Linked DNA regions of Mus musculus: region 2 is linked to region 1. Evidence: chromatin contacts called from public Micro-C data. All regions are on one chromosome and are shown on one strand. Each heading gives the region's core, a stretch centred on a gene start, on an enhancer-like site or on the middle of the called end of the contact. The rest is flanking DNA. Distances are from core to core; before and after follow the strand shown. Region 1 has its middle 21 kb from the start of Gm40232. Region 2 overlaps St3gal3 (ST3 beta-galactoside alpha-2,3-sialyltransferase 3).

What was found. Hi-C and Micro-C count contacts between places; a contact is called where the count stands out from the background.
Region 2: a Micro-C map of the G1E-ER4 cell line shows a contact between it and region 1, with 7 times the contacts expected there. The contact joins two enhancer-like sites. A contact is called at or near these places in 4 of 15 datasets of contacts at CTCF or cohesin (the G1E-ER4 cell line, large pre-B cells, pro-B cells and 1 more), 24 of 484 Hi-C or Micro-C datasets (the BV-2 cell line, the C10 cell line, the G1E-ER4 cell line and 13 more), 6 of 115 datasets of contacts at active chromatin or transcription factors (the HPC-7 cell line, T-cell acute lymphoblastic leukemia, embryonic stem cells and 1 more) and 1 of 9 other capture datasets (embryonic stem cells).

Annotation. Positions count from the first base shown.
Region 1 is chr4:117,804,760-117,811,947 of GRCm38.p6, forward strand. No RefSeq gene overlaps it. Among named protein-coding and RNA genes, the nearest start is that of Gm40232, 21 kb to the left of the region's middle. Within about 2 kb of position 2,487, at least 19 of the 459 cell types and tissues checked have an H3K27ac peak or open chromatin away from gene starts, as enhancers often do. A contact at or near this core is called in the G1E-ER4 cell line, where this site is marked.
Region 2 is chr4:118,081,079-118,088,266 of GRCm38.p6, forward strand. The region is part of intron 2 of St3gal3 (ST3 beta-galactoside alpha-2,3-sialyltransferase 3); the gene reads right to left. Among named protein-coding and RNA genes, the nearest start is that of St3gal3, 50 kb to the right of the region's middle. Within about 2 kb of position 2,698, at least 47 of the 459 cell types and tissues checked have an H3K27ac peak or open chromatin away from gene starts, as enhancers often do. A contact at or near this core is called in the G1E-ER4 cell line, where this site is marked.

The DNA.
Region 1 (7,188 bases), core at 1,237-3,736:
TGGGGGGAGCACCCTCAGAGAGGCAGAGGGAAAGGGGAAGGGATAAGGGGTTTCTGAAGGTAAGACCTGAAAAGGGGAAAACATTTGAAATGTAAATAAAGAAAATATCCAATTTTTAAAAATATCAAGGTGCTGGAAAGGTGGCTCAGTGGTTAAGAGCACTGACTGCTCTGCCAGAGGTCCTGAGTTCAATTCCCAGCAAAGACATGGTGGCTCACAACCATCTGTAATGGGCTCTGATGCCCTCTTCTGGTGTGTCTGACGACAGCTACAATACTCATATACATAATGTAAATAATTCTTTTTTAAAAATCAAGCTAAAAAAACAAAAAAACAGGATCTCTCTAATACAGATAATGTTGGCCTCAGATTCAGAAACCCTCCTGCCTCTGCCTCCTGAGTGCTGCGATTAAAGATAAGATGCCCATCCCTACCTACTCTCCAACTGCTTTCCTCTTCATCAGTTTTACTTTATAACTTTTGGGGCTATCTAGCCATATACATATAATATATATATATACACCATTGCACTTATGGACTAATCATATATATGATTCTATAAAATTTTGGCTTAATGTTTTGATTTTTTGATGTTTATTTTATGTATGCAGTGTTTTGCCCGCACAGGTATCTATGTACCACATGTGTGCAGTGCTTATGAAGACTAGGAGTTCGCGCTCCTGGAACTGGAGTTACAGACAGTTCCTAGCCACCACGTGGGTGCTGAGAATCAAACTCAGGTCCTCTGGAAGAGCAGTCAGTGCTCTTAACCACTGAGCTCCAGCCCCCCGGGTTAAAATTTTTTAGAGGAAAATGTGTTGTCCTAATGAGCTTTAACTGTCAATTTGGCACAGCCTAGAGTCATCCAAGAGGAAACCCTTGGTTTAAGGATTATCTAGATCAGATTGGCTGGTTGGGGTTAAATTGATATTAATTGATGCAATAGGGCCTGGCCCACTGTGGGTGGCACCGTTCCTAAGCAGGTGGTACTAGGATGCATAGGAGAGCTAGCCCACGAGCTTGAGAGTGGCTGGACCTGCAAATAGCATCCCCCTGGCCTTTGCTTTGAGTTCCCTCTATAATTTCTGTCCCAACTTCCCTCTATGGTGGACTGTGATGGGACATGTAAGCCAAATAAATGCTTTCCTCTTCTAAGCTGCTTTCAGCCAGAGTGTTTTCATCTCAGCAACAGAAAGGAAACCAGGACAATGGTATTTCCATGAGGACACTGCAGTGTCAAGTGAACATCGGAAAAAGACAGGGCTGTCCCTAAAGACATCAGTCAGCATAATTGGCAGCTGTCACTGACATTACTCTGAATAATTGCCAACTGTTCGAGGTTTTTGGTTTTCTAAAAAAAATTTTTATTAGGGCATAATTTAAATGCAATTAAACATACAAGTCAGTCCTGCCGTCACCCGGATCCAGATAGGAACAATCCCAGCATTCTAGCAGGCTCTCTCCTGTGCCTGGTAGTGCCACTTTTTAGTGTCTTCACTTCTTTCTTTCATTTATTTATTTATTTAGTTAGTTAGTTAGTTATTTTGAGACAAGGTTTCTCCCTGGTTATCCCTGGCTATCCTGGAACTCACTCTGTAGACCAGGCTGGCCTTGAACTCAGAGATTTGAGTTCTGGGAGTTCTGAGAACTCTGCCTCCCAAGTGCTGGGATTAAAGGCGGGATCTTTCCATTCAAAGTACAGAGTATGTAGAAACAAAAGATAGCATTTCTCTCTTATCTTTTCGTTTGTAGCTTTCATGGTTTTGAGATAGGATATCCAGTGACCAGGGCTGCCTCGGACCTTAAGTAACAGAGGACGGCCTTGAATTCTTGATCCCCCCCTGCTGTGACTCGGGTGGGCTGAGTGTGCATATTTGCCACCATGCCTGGTTTTATGCAGGGCTTTGTGCGTGCTAAGTGTGATGGCCAGTCTTGTTTCTCAATGTGGCACAAGGGGGAAGAGGGACCCTCCTTTGAGGAATTGCCTCTATCAGATTGTCTTGTGGACATGTCTGTGGGGCATTTTCTTGATTGCTAGTTATGCAAGAGGGCCCAGTCCACTATGGGCAGTGCTATCCCTAGACAGGTGGGCCTGGTCTGTGTAAGGGAGGTAGTTGTGCTGCGGTGGTGACCCACATGCTTAATCCAGTACTTGGGGGCAGAGGCAGGATCTCTGTGGGTTTGAGGCCAGCTTGATCTATACAGAAAGTTCCAGGCCAGCTAGGGGTACATAGTGACACCTGTCTTAACCGCCACATCCAACTGCCTGGGAATGGGAGTTGGGTATCTAACCATGCCAGAGGAAGAAGGCCAGAATGCAGTGGCCTTCAAGGTTTTACTCAGCCCCCTGCTTCCGGGTTCCAGCTTTGAAATCCCTTCTTCCCCCAAGCTGTTTATCTCAGGAACAGAAAACCAAGCTAGAATACTAGATAAGCACTCTTCCCACAGAGCCCCACCCAGCCCCACCCGTTCTGTTTCAGAGCCAAAGCCTCAGAGTATACTTGACCTTGGGAGACTGCCAACCTGAGCTAGGCTGCCTGTTCACAGGCACGAGGCCCTCCGTTCCATCTCTAGTACCACAGATATAATTTAATTAAAAATTTGAAAGAGGACTGGAGAGATGGCTTGGGGGTTATACACACTAAATGTTCTTCCAGAGGCTCCAAGTTTCATTCCCAGCACCTCCATAGTGGCTAAGAACCATCTGTAGTTTCAGTTCCAAGGAATATGACTCCCTCTTCTGGTCTCTGAGGGCACCAGGTATGCAAGTGGTGTACAGACATACGTGCAGGCAAAATTCTAATACACATAAAAGAATGAATGAATGAATGCAAGGGGCATTGAGATGACTCATCTGGCAAAGGTGCCTGTCTCCAAGCCTGGTGACTTGAGTTTGCTCCCAGGGAGTTCCAAGGTGGAAAGAAAGAAATGATTCCTGCAAATTGTCCTCTGACCTACACACAAAATACATAAATAAGCAAGGAAACAAACAGACAATAAATGTTTTTTAAAAACCTGCCCACTCTATCGCTGACAGGCACTTGAGTTGTTCCAGAGCTGTCTGGGTGGAGCAGGGCTGCTCTGAAACTTTTCCCTGCCTTCTGATGAGATACACCTGGGACAACGTGTCTGTTATCCATGGAGACATGTTTGGCTTAGAGTGACAGATGCCTTGTGTAAATATTTTTGCCATCTCACATGGAGTTTCTTGCAGCTCCAGCTGGGTGGTGGGTTCTGCTCCAGGGTCCCCTCTGAATCTGACTCTGATTCTATCAGTTCTTATACGAATCCTTTGGGGAATGAAGCAATTTCGTGTTTGCGTATTGGTCAGGAATTGCTTGATCCAAAGTTCTCTTTTTTTTTCCTTATTGAAAATTTTTTTTATTTGTGTGACACAACCTCATATACCCCAGGCTAGCCTCAAATTCACAATGTAGCCCAGGATGACTCTGAAGTCCTGATCCTCTCGCCTCTACCTCCCAGTGCTGAAATTACAGAACCTCACATGCCTGCCCTGGTCCTGGAATTCTTGAGAGAAATCATGGCAAGGATAGAGTCAACTCACACACGAGGATGGTGGAGAAAGAAAGAAAAAGAGAATTTGTAAGGGGCTGGAAACAGAATGTTCTCATTTTTAAATTTGGAGGTTTGTGCATATATAGATAGACGTATTCTATAAAATAAGATATGTCTGACATAAATAGTTAGGCTTGACAAAAAAAATAAGATTTTTTTTCAACTTCTGTTTTACATTAGAATTCTAAAAATAGTGAATAAAAAATTTGAGTCGGGGTGCTGGACTCAGTAGTTAAGGTCACTTGTTCTGTGCTCAGAACCTAAATGGTGGCTCACCTTCTGTAAGTCCAGTTCCAGGGGATCCAAGACCATCTTCTGACCTCTGCAGGCAGACATCAGGCATGCACGTGAATACATGCATGTAGACAAAGAGCACTATACACACACACACACACACACACACACATATATGTATGTGTATGTGTGTGTATAAAACAGATACACACACACACACATGAATGAACAAATCAGGTACATGGCACATGCTTGTAGTCCCAGCATTCAGAAGGATTGTTGTAAGTTTGAAGCTAGCATGGCCTAAATTTCCAGACCAACCGGAGCTATGTAGAGCAAACCCTGTCTCAAAAAATGTTGTTTTGCATAGGGGGCTGGGTTTGTAACGTAGTGATTAAGCACCTGCCTAGCACATTTGAAGCCCTCGATTTCTCCAGCAAGCCTCCCACACTAGTTAATTACCATTTATTTTTCTTTAGGGAAAAAGAAAGGCCAATACCACCGAAATGATGGAAACTTGGGAATTGTGTGTGATGGAGTGTTGGCTAACAACTAACAACTGGTTCTCTCAGGAAAGCGTCTGTGGAAGTTCCCAATCGCTGTGCTGTAAGTACTTTTCCCATGGTGAACCGCCACACACAGCTGGTGGGACTAGAAATTGGTGCAACCCCTTTATAAAAACACTTGATGCCAAGTATAAACATTTGTAAACATTTGTAAAAAGGATTGGAGGCAAATTCCACTCCTAGGATGTGTGCCAAAAGACATGTGTTATTTACAACAGGTTAAAACTGAAAAACCAGCCGGGCGGTGATGGCGCACGCCTTTAATCCCAGCACTTGGAGCACTTGGGAGGCAGAGGCAGGCGGATTTCTGAGTTCAAGGCCAGCCTGGTCTACAGAGTGAGTTCCAGGACAGTCAGGGCTACACAGAGAAACCCTGTCTCTCTGGGGGGGGGGGGGGGGGACTGAGCTGGGCAGTGTTGGTGCACATTTTTAATCCCAGCATTCAGGAGGCAGAAGCAGGACAGTCTCTGAGTTCAAGACCAGCCTAGTGTACAGAGTGAGTTCCAGGACAGCCCAGGCTACACAGAGAAACCCTCCCTTGAAAAAAAAAAAACAAGAGCCGGAGAGATGGCTCATAGGTTAAGAGCACTGGCTGCTCTTGCAGAGGTCCTGAGTTCAATTCTCAGCAATCACATGGTGGCTCATAGCCATCTAGAATGAGATCGGGTGCCCTCTTCTGGCCTTCAGTCATATATGCAGGCAGAGTGCTGTATACATTATATATATATATATATATATATATATATATATATATATATTTTTTTTTTTTTTTTTTTTTGGTTTTTCAAGACAGGGTTTCTCTGTGTAGCCCTGGCTGTCCTGGAACTCACTTTGTAGACCAGGCTGGCCTCAAACTCAGAAATCTGCCTGCCTCTGCCTCCCGAGTGCTGGGATTAAAAGCGTGTGCCACCACGTCCGGCTATAATAAATCTTAAAAACAAACAAACAAAAATCCTAAAACAAAAGACCTAAAAAATTAGAATACACACATGACAACATATTCATGCAATAGAATACTATACCACAGTGAAAACGGACAAGCCACTGCACATAGCAAGATTAGACTCATGAAAACAAGAGCCTGTGCTGTCTAACCTTAACTCTATGAAATTCAAAGTCAAATGAAACTCCCCTGGCTACTGGTTACCAGGGGAGGACCAAAGCGGGTGTGGCTAGGGGTGTGCACAAAACACAGTTTCCTAGTCACTGCTAGCAGCAGCATCCTGACACCTGCAGAGGCCTCTTTCCCGTATCCTTAAGGGTTAAAGTCATTACTGGCTGTGTTTTGAAGGTAGTCATGTGCAAGCTAAGAAGAAAAGCCTGCACCAGAAGCCATTCCTTTCAGCACCTTGCTCCTGAGTGTCCCAACCTCCACAGCTGTGAGAAATGAGTCTGTTGCTGAGGTACTGTGTCACAGCATCCTCAGCAGACTCAGCCAGTCAGGTTTACACAGATGTGTTCAAGTGGTAATTATGCATAACCCATGATTAATACAGTCTTCTGCATGAATTATTTACTTCAATAAAGTTCATTAAATTAATGTATTCATGTACTATTTGCATACAAAAGAAAAATATCATTATCATACTTAACTTTTCAACATGTCTAATTTGTAGACAAATCTTACTGTGATTCATAAATTAAACTCATTACACCTCGGCCAAACACACAATTTTTTTTTCCCAGAGAAATTTAGATTAACAAAAAAAGCTATTCATTTACGTACTTAGTGGAAGCCATCCAGATGAAGCCAAAATACACAGTATTAACCAAGCAGTTATAAATCTAATCATACTAGATTAGATTGGAAAGACAGGCTCAGTCTCCAAACATTTATTTTAAGACAAATAATTCCCCACTGTGGAAGAGCCTTAACTTATCTCCTCTGACATCCAGCTCCAATGAATTATCTTCACTTTGATGGCTTCAGCCAGTCCCCCTTCTGCCAAGTCCTCAAACTGATAACCAACCTAAATTCTGGATGCTTCCATAAGAGGGCACTACAATCTCACTTCTAAAAGAAGTAGGATCCTAAATGGCTTTTGTGAATTCCTTTTTTCCCCCCAACCCACCCACACAGTTTCAGAGAATTGTACCTCACCCAAGGAAGAAACCCTCGGCATGATAAGGAAGTCGGACCCAGCTGTCCCCAGTTCCCATGACCCTGGGGCTCCATAGCAGGAGCTCACAACATGACCCAGGCATTCTTTCCCTTAGAATGATACGACCCTTGGCTGATGTGTTGTTAGTGACATTGGTTTCATCATGATGTTTTTTTTTTTTATTTAAGATTTATTTATTGGTTATATGTAAGTACACTGTCGCTGTCTTCAGACACTCCAGAAGAGGGAGTCAGATCTCCTTACAGATGGTTGTGAGCCACCATGTGGTTGCTGGGATTTGAACTCCGGACCTTCGGAAGAGTAGTCGGGTGCTCTTACCCACCAGCCCGTGATGGTTCTTTAACAACAACCCAGAGAAAGCCATACAGTGTTGAGTTGGGTCTTGGGTCATCATCCAAACTTTAAGAATGATCTATGTACTTGTGACCTGGCACCTGTCTAAGCCAAGTTGGTTTGGTGCCACCGTGACCACCTCTCCTCCTCTTCTTTCCTTTCTCCTACCATCCTTCTTCCCAGAACCAACCCTTGCTGCCTCCACCCACCAAGGTTGTTGTCTAAAGTCACAAGTCTCTTATTTGTCCAGTGAGGAGAGCCAGGGGTGGCTTAATGCTATTAGGACAACTTGATCTTAGAAAAACAAAAAAGCCCGAGTGACTCTGTATTGAAAGCATTTCTGTGCCTGAACTTTG
Region 2 (7,188 bases), core at 1,448-3,947, 280 kb after region 1:
ATGTAGTTTTTAAAGTACCTTTGGTTTACCAGCAGGGATAACAACCAAGCTGCCCTCCAGCTATGAACCATGCAGTCAATATGAACCATGCAGTATTGCAGCAGTGAGGGCCACATGGTCTTCCTGTCTTCCCTCTGCTAGGTGGGACCATGTGAGTGAAGCACATGATAGCTGATTCCTAAGCACCCACTGAAATGCGCACAGCTCGTGTCTATGCCCAGCACTGGGGAAGCAGACACAGGGGAACCCCCAGAGCCGGAAGGCTTCGGGTTCAATGAGAGAACCTGACTCAAAAGCCAAAGGGGGGAACGACCGAGGAAGATACTTGGTGTCAAGCGTGGGCACCATGGCTGTGTACGTGCAAAGGTGTGTGTGCACACGAGTGTTCCACGCCATCCAAAGCCATCTCTCTTTATCCCAGCCATGTGTGACAGCTGCGAAGTAGTCCGTCCCCAGCAGGTTCATGGCCTACAAGCCCATTTCCAACACACTGGCACTGAGAAGTGGGTGGTGGGGCAATTTAAGAGGCAGAGCGTACTGGAGGGCAATTGGGTTTTAAAAGTACCATTTTCTCGAGGGTTAATACTTGCCAGAGAGAATATGTTACAATAATACGAATCTGGGAGCCCGAAGTGTTGATGCACTGCCTTGATCGCAGCACTCAGGAGGCAAGGCAGGCAGAGCTCTGTGAACTAAGGCCAGCCTGGCTTATCAGTCCAGTTCCAAGCTATCTCTCACTAAGTAGTCAGGGACAATCTTGAACTTCTGTTCTTCCTGCTTCCTTACCACAGCACCTGGTTTATTTAGTGCTGGGGACTGAACACTGATTTTCATACGTGCTAGGTGGGCACTCTCGACCACCTGAGCTGCATCTCCAACCCTGAAAACTATAACCCCACATAAAGTATTTTGTCATAGAAATGCAAATGGATTAGACACCATGTCGCGCATCCCCCTTTCAAGTGACTTGGACACCGTGGCAGAGCTACAGGACTCTGCAGGATGCCACTCAGATGCCCCAGGAGAAACAAGATCTGCTCATCAGCTGCTATGATCCCCCAGCTGTCAGCACTCTGGACTGACGGGCACTGTCAGCTCTGAGGTCTCGTACCCTCTCTGGGGCAGCCCTGGACCAACGGATAGTGGTGACCAAGGAACTACAAAAGCAGACTCCCCTCCCTCCATTTAAAAGGACCGGCTCAACCCCCATCTCCACGGGCACAGTGAGGTCGTTACTGAGAGCGAACCATACGTGACTTCTTACGTGAGTGTCCCTTGCATTTCTCTGCCTCCCTTCCTGTCCTTCCGGGGGCTGCTCCCACAGCCGCGCCCTGGTGAGCTTACCCCACCTGAAATTTATCTCAGAGTGTGCCTCTCTCAACAATACCACCTTGCCCACCTGCCTCACCTGAGCACTGACACCACACCTTCCCGTCAAAAACACGCGGAGACACACTGGGATGAGAGCTTTAAACCCGAGACTGCAGAGATCTAGAACTCACACAGTAGATACATGCACATGTACACAAACAATTAAAAAAAACTATTTTATAGAGGGTAAACAAGGCCATAAGTACTTTGTAAGCCCCTCTGAGAAAAAAAAACAGCTTTAAAATGGTTCTAAATAAATATTTCTACCTTGCTTGCGACCAAACAAAAACAATTACTAAATACATAAGAAAGAGTCACAAGTCAAGAAGCCAGCAATAGCACATGCCTTTAATCTCAGCACTCAAGAGGAAGAGGCAGGTGGATCTCTGTGAGTCTGAGGGCAGCCTAATCTACATAGGGAGTTCTAGGACAACCAGGGCTACATAGAGAGACTGTATATCCAATAAAAACCAACCAACCAAACAAACAAACAAAAATAACCCACTAAGAATCTATTACCCATCTCTGCTGGTAACTGATATTTTTTTAAGATTAATTTATTTATTTTACGAGTATGAGCACACTGTAGCTGTCTTCAGACACACCAGAAGAGGGTATTGGATCTCATTACAGATAGTTGTGAGCCACCATGTGGTTGCTGGGAATTGAACTCAGGCCCTCTAGAAGAGCAGTCAGTGCTCTTTACCGCTGAGCCATCTCTCCAGTCCAACTAATATTATTTTAATTATGAACATCTATTTTAAAATGTTTTGACATTAATGTATATATTGTGTGTGTTTATGTATGTGTGGGTAAAAATGCATGTGGCGATCAGAGGACAACTTGCTGGAGCCGGTTCTTGCTTCCACTAAGTGTGTTTCAGGGATCGTGCACAGGATGGCAGGCTTGTGGCGAGTGTCCTTCCTCACTGAGCCTGTAATCAGCTATTTCCAATGCTCACCACGGTGTAGTGCTAAGAGGTTTACTTAGATTATCTCCCTGATAATCTTAGGTTCGAAGCGTAGGAACATAAGCCCAAAGCTGCAGAGCCAGGACTCAGTGTCAGGCAAGAGGCTCTGAAGCCTCAGTGATTGTGTATGTGCTAGCTTGCTGCACCACCCCTAATGTCTCCCATACTGCTCTGTAATCCACTGGACAGCCTGTAAGAGAGGAGGGAAGGTGACTCGGAAACCCACCCCTTCCCCTCTCACCCCTCTCACCTCTGAGGTCGGCTCGCACAGTGCCCTGACTCCTAGGTGCACACAGCTGAGTTGAAGGACAGTAAGCAAGCAGCAGCTGGACTTGGCCAAAAGCCATCCGTGCTATTGCAATCAAAGGGTTCTGCTGCCCCCTTGTGGCCCAGGCCGACTGCTACTCCGCGATGCTCCAGTACAGAGCTGAATACCATATAAAGGCACTTGGCCACCAGACACTAATCAGTAGGAGGTCACTCTGATTGGCTCAAAGTGGAACAGATTTAATAACTCAAAAATGTGATTTTGTCACTCCTCTGTGCCAAATACTGCTCATAATAAGAAAGCTCATAATAATGACACGTTAGAGCCCAGAGGAAAATGTTTCAAAACTATTTTATAATAAAAGGAATGGAATAACAAGTTGCACTGACTTTGAATGATGACAAACACTTTAGAGCATTGCCAGACCCATGCAAAACTCCTGACACTTTTGTCTTGCATCTGAAGATACATTCTAGAAACCTTTTCCTACCAGTACATAGAGGCCCTCTAGCTCCAGCCTCAGACTCACTAAATGGGAACCTAATTCATTAATTTGTTCCCTGCTGATAAACACCTAAATAGCTGCCAAACACTTGCTACTAAAAAACAAAGAAACAATGTCAGGTTAGAGAGATGGCTCAGCCTCTAAGAGTACTCACTGTTCTTACTGAGGACCCAGGGAATCTTCTAGCCTCTTCTGGTCTTGGGGCACCAGGCACACACATGGTACACAGACACACGTGCAGGCAAGACACCCACACACAAAAGAGAAAAGGAAAAATGACAGTGCAAGCAAACACACAGAAAATCCTGCAGTGGGTAACTCTGCAGGAACGCTGTGGATGAACTCTTGGGAGTGGGAATAGTGGGTCACACAGCATGGTGAGAGCATGTATGCACACAGAAACACATAGAGAGACACACACACATATACACACACAGACACATACACAAACACAAACAGAGGCACATGCATATACATACACACATACACACACACACATAGATGCATACACACACAGACACACACATGCTCTTTGGCACCCTCTCTTCCTCCAGCCCGACTCTCCCCAGCACTCTCTCACACCTTCTTCAGTCTCACAGACTCCCTCCCCCCCTCCCTCTCCCTCTCTCTGTCTCTCTTCCCAGCACTCTCTCTCACCTTCTCCAGTCTCACAGACACACATTCTCTCTCTCTCTCTCTCTCTCTCCCTCTCTCTCTAGCACTCTCTCTTACTTTATTCAGTCTCACATCTCCCAGCTTTCTTCCTGGAAGGCAACCAAAGTTATTATTTCTAGATTTCGTGCTCACAGTTATTTTATACACACGTATGCAAATCTAGATGTGATCTAGGCTTATGTATAGATAAACATGAACATATGTACAATTTCCCACCCTCTTCTGAATAAATGAAGACATTTATACCCAAAATAGAACAGTGTTAACGGGACTCTGTAGACAGCTACCTTCAAGATCATGCTGCGGCTTCAAACATTTTTCAACTTATATTTGGGCCTTTTGCCAGCCCACTGCTGGGGACTCACTGGGGACGACTAGACTAGAAATACTGGTTTCCACCAAAGCCTTCTGGATCTGAGGTTCTCACCAAGTTCACTGGGCCAGAGATGGGGGTGTGGGTGTTGGAGAGATGGCCCAGTGGTTAAGAACGCAAGCTGCTCTTCTAGAGGGCTCAGGTTCACACACACACAAACACACACACACATACACACACACACACACACACACACACACACACAGCAGCTTACGACCACCTATAACTCCAGTTCCAGGAGATTCAACGCCTCTTCTGGTCCCCTGGGGCACCAGGAATCTAACAGCACACAGATTACATAAAAGCAAAACCGCCACTTCTATAAAATCAAATAAAATTTAGGAATAATAAAAAATAAAGTTGTCTTTTTCATAATGAATTTTTTAAAGATGTGTGTGTATACTCTATTTGAATGTACACCTGTGTGCCAGAAGAGGGCATCAAATCCCATTCATTATAGATGGTTGTGGTTGCTGGGAACTGAACTCAGGACCTCTGGAAGAACAGCCAGTGCTCTTACCCGCTGAGCCATCTCTCCAGCCGTCATACTGACGTTTAAGAATTGTGCTTTCACATTTCCCATCTTTATAATGAAGTTAAAAATTCATCATTCAAGAAACTAATGAATGTTTCCTTGTGTTCTGTTTTTTCTCTTTCACTTTGAAGTGTTGGGAATCCAACCTGGGAAGATCCACTTCGTGGATGCAGGCAAGTATTCTATTACTTCTATACATGCCTGGCCTTGATCTTCTCTGTATTATGTCTGTCTGTCTGTCTGTCTGTCTGTCTGTGGACATATTCCCATCTAGGTGGAAGCTCGTCGTGTGGAGCAAAGGCATCTGGAGGACAACCCCAGGTCTTAGCCTCACACAAAGCCTGGCCACTGCCTTTGAAGCAGGGTTTTTCATTAGCCTGAGGCTCGCCAGTTAGGTAATCCTGGCTGCAATGGAGCTGGGCTCCAGCTTCCACTCCCAGGGCTGGGCTGCTGCGTGCACACTGATACCCTGGTACTTTTTACATGAATTCTTGGGAACTAAACTCTGGTCCTCGTGCTCAAAAAGCAAGAACTTCACCAACCGAGCCACCTTCCCAGCCCTGACTGGTCTCTCTGTAGCGGTACGTCACCGTCACCACCAAGCTGGATACGATGTCTTATGCTTATAACCCTGACACTGGGGAGGCTGGAGCAAGGCAAAAGCCAACCCGAGCTGACCTGGAATGAGAATCTATCCCCACTGTCCCCACAACCAAAATCAAAAAGTCATCAGGCCACAGATAGTCAACTCACAGTGGAGCCATGTCCTGTCAATCCTCAACTGGAAAAGATAGTTAAGCTGAAATGCGTGCGATGGAGGAGCTAGAAACATGGTTCAATGGTTATGAACATTGACTCTTCTTCCAGAGACTCAAGTTCAATTCCCAGCAGGCATGTCAGGCACCTCACAACTGCCTGTAATTCCAGCTCCAGTGGATCTGGCTTCCATGGGCACCTGCACTCACACGCATACAATCACACACAGAACACACACACACAAGTGATAATGGTTCTGGTGGCGCATGCTTTTAATCCCAGCATTTGGAAAGCAGAGCAGGTGGAGCTCTGTGACTTCATATTCAGCCTGGTCTAGGACCCAGTCTCAAACAATAACAACAACAACAACAAACAACCCCAAACCTATCTGTAATTCCAGGTCCAGGGAGATCCAACACCTCTGCCCCTGTAGGAACCCTGTAGAGGTTTGAATAAAAATGGCCCCCATAGGTTCCTAAGTCTCCATGCTTGGTCCCAGCTGGTGGAACTGTCTGGGAAAGATTAGGAGGTGTGATCTTTTGCAGGAAGTGTGTCACTGGGGTGGGCTTTCAGGTTTCAAAAGCCCACACTATTTCCTCCCGACACTTCCTCCCCCCCTTCCTCTCTTGCACTAATGGATCAGATGTGAGCTCTCAGCTACTGCTCCAGTGCCACGCCTGCCTGCCTGATGCCCGCCTGCCTGTTGCTATGCTTCCTACCATGATGGTTATGAACTACACAACCCTCTGAAACTGTGAGCCCCAAACTGAACGCTCTCTTTTCTAAGTTGCCCTGGGCACACACGGCGTTTTATCACAGCCATAGAAAAGTAACTGAGGCGTCACCCAGACTCACACGCGTGTCAGCCACACGCAGGCACGCACACATTAAAAACAATTTAAAAAGTGAGCCAGATATGGTGGCACACACCTTTCATCTCAGCACCCAGGAGGCAGAGGCAAGTGAGTCTCCGTGAGTTTGAGGCCAGCCTGGTCTACACAGAGAGTTCCAGGACAGGCAGAGCTATATAGTAAGACTCTGTCTCAAAACAAACAAACAAACAAATGAAGATGCGATGCAGCTACTATGTCAAATACAGCTTACATTGCCACACATATAGTTATGCTAAGTCATCTCACACAACACCTACGAGATAGTGTGCTCAACATTAGTGTACTGAATACGGCAGTGCAGGTGAGAAGCGGGTGATTGTATGGGGACTTTTAAGATTTATTTTGCTGTATGTGCATGTGTGTATGTGCAGCTGAGTTTATATGCACCACACCTGTGTAGGAGCCCTCAGGGGGCAGACTGCATGGGGACATTTTGCCCTCCTATAAAGTTAACAGGCAAACTGTACACTAGATTGCCATTTGTCTTTTGTTTCAAACCTGCTCTGCTTCCGGAGCAGGGAAGAGGTGAGGAAGCCATGTCACCAGCTCCAGCATCGGCTCCAGACCAGTCCACCTCATCCGCCATAGCTTCCCCACCAACAGCAGTATCCCTTAAACCATGAGCTGAATAACTACTTCCTCCCTAGGGACGGTTCCGTCAGGTGCTGTGCCCCAAAGTCAAGAAAGTTGATAAAAGGCACCTGGTTCTAATGGGTTTCTGCATTCACTCGGCGTTACAAATCACTATTTTGAACAGGCAGATGCAATCGACCTCTTACAGAGTTCTACAATTAACTTCTCCACAGGGCCACGGATGGTCTTGGATGCTAACCCAAACTAAA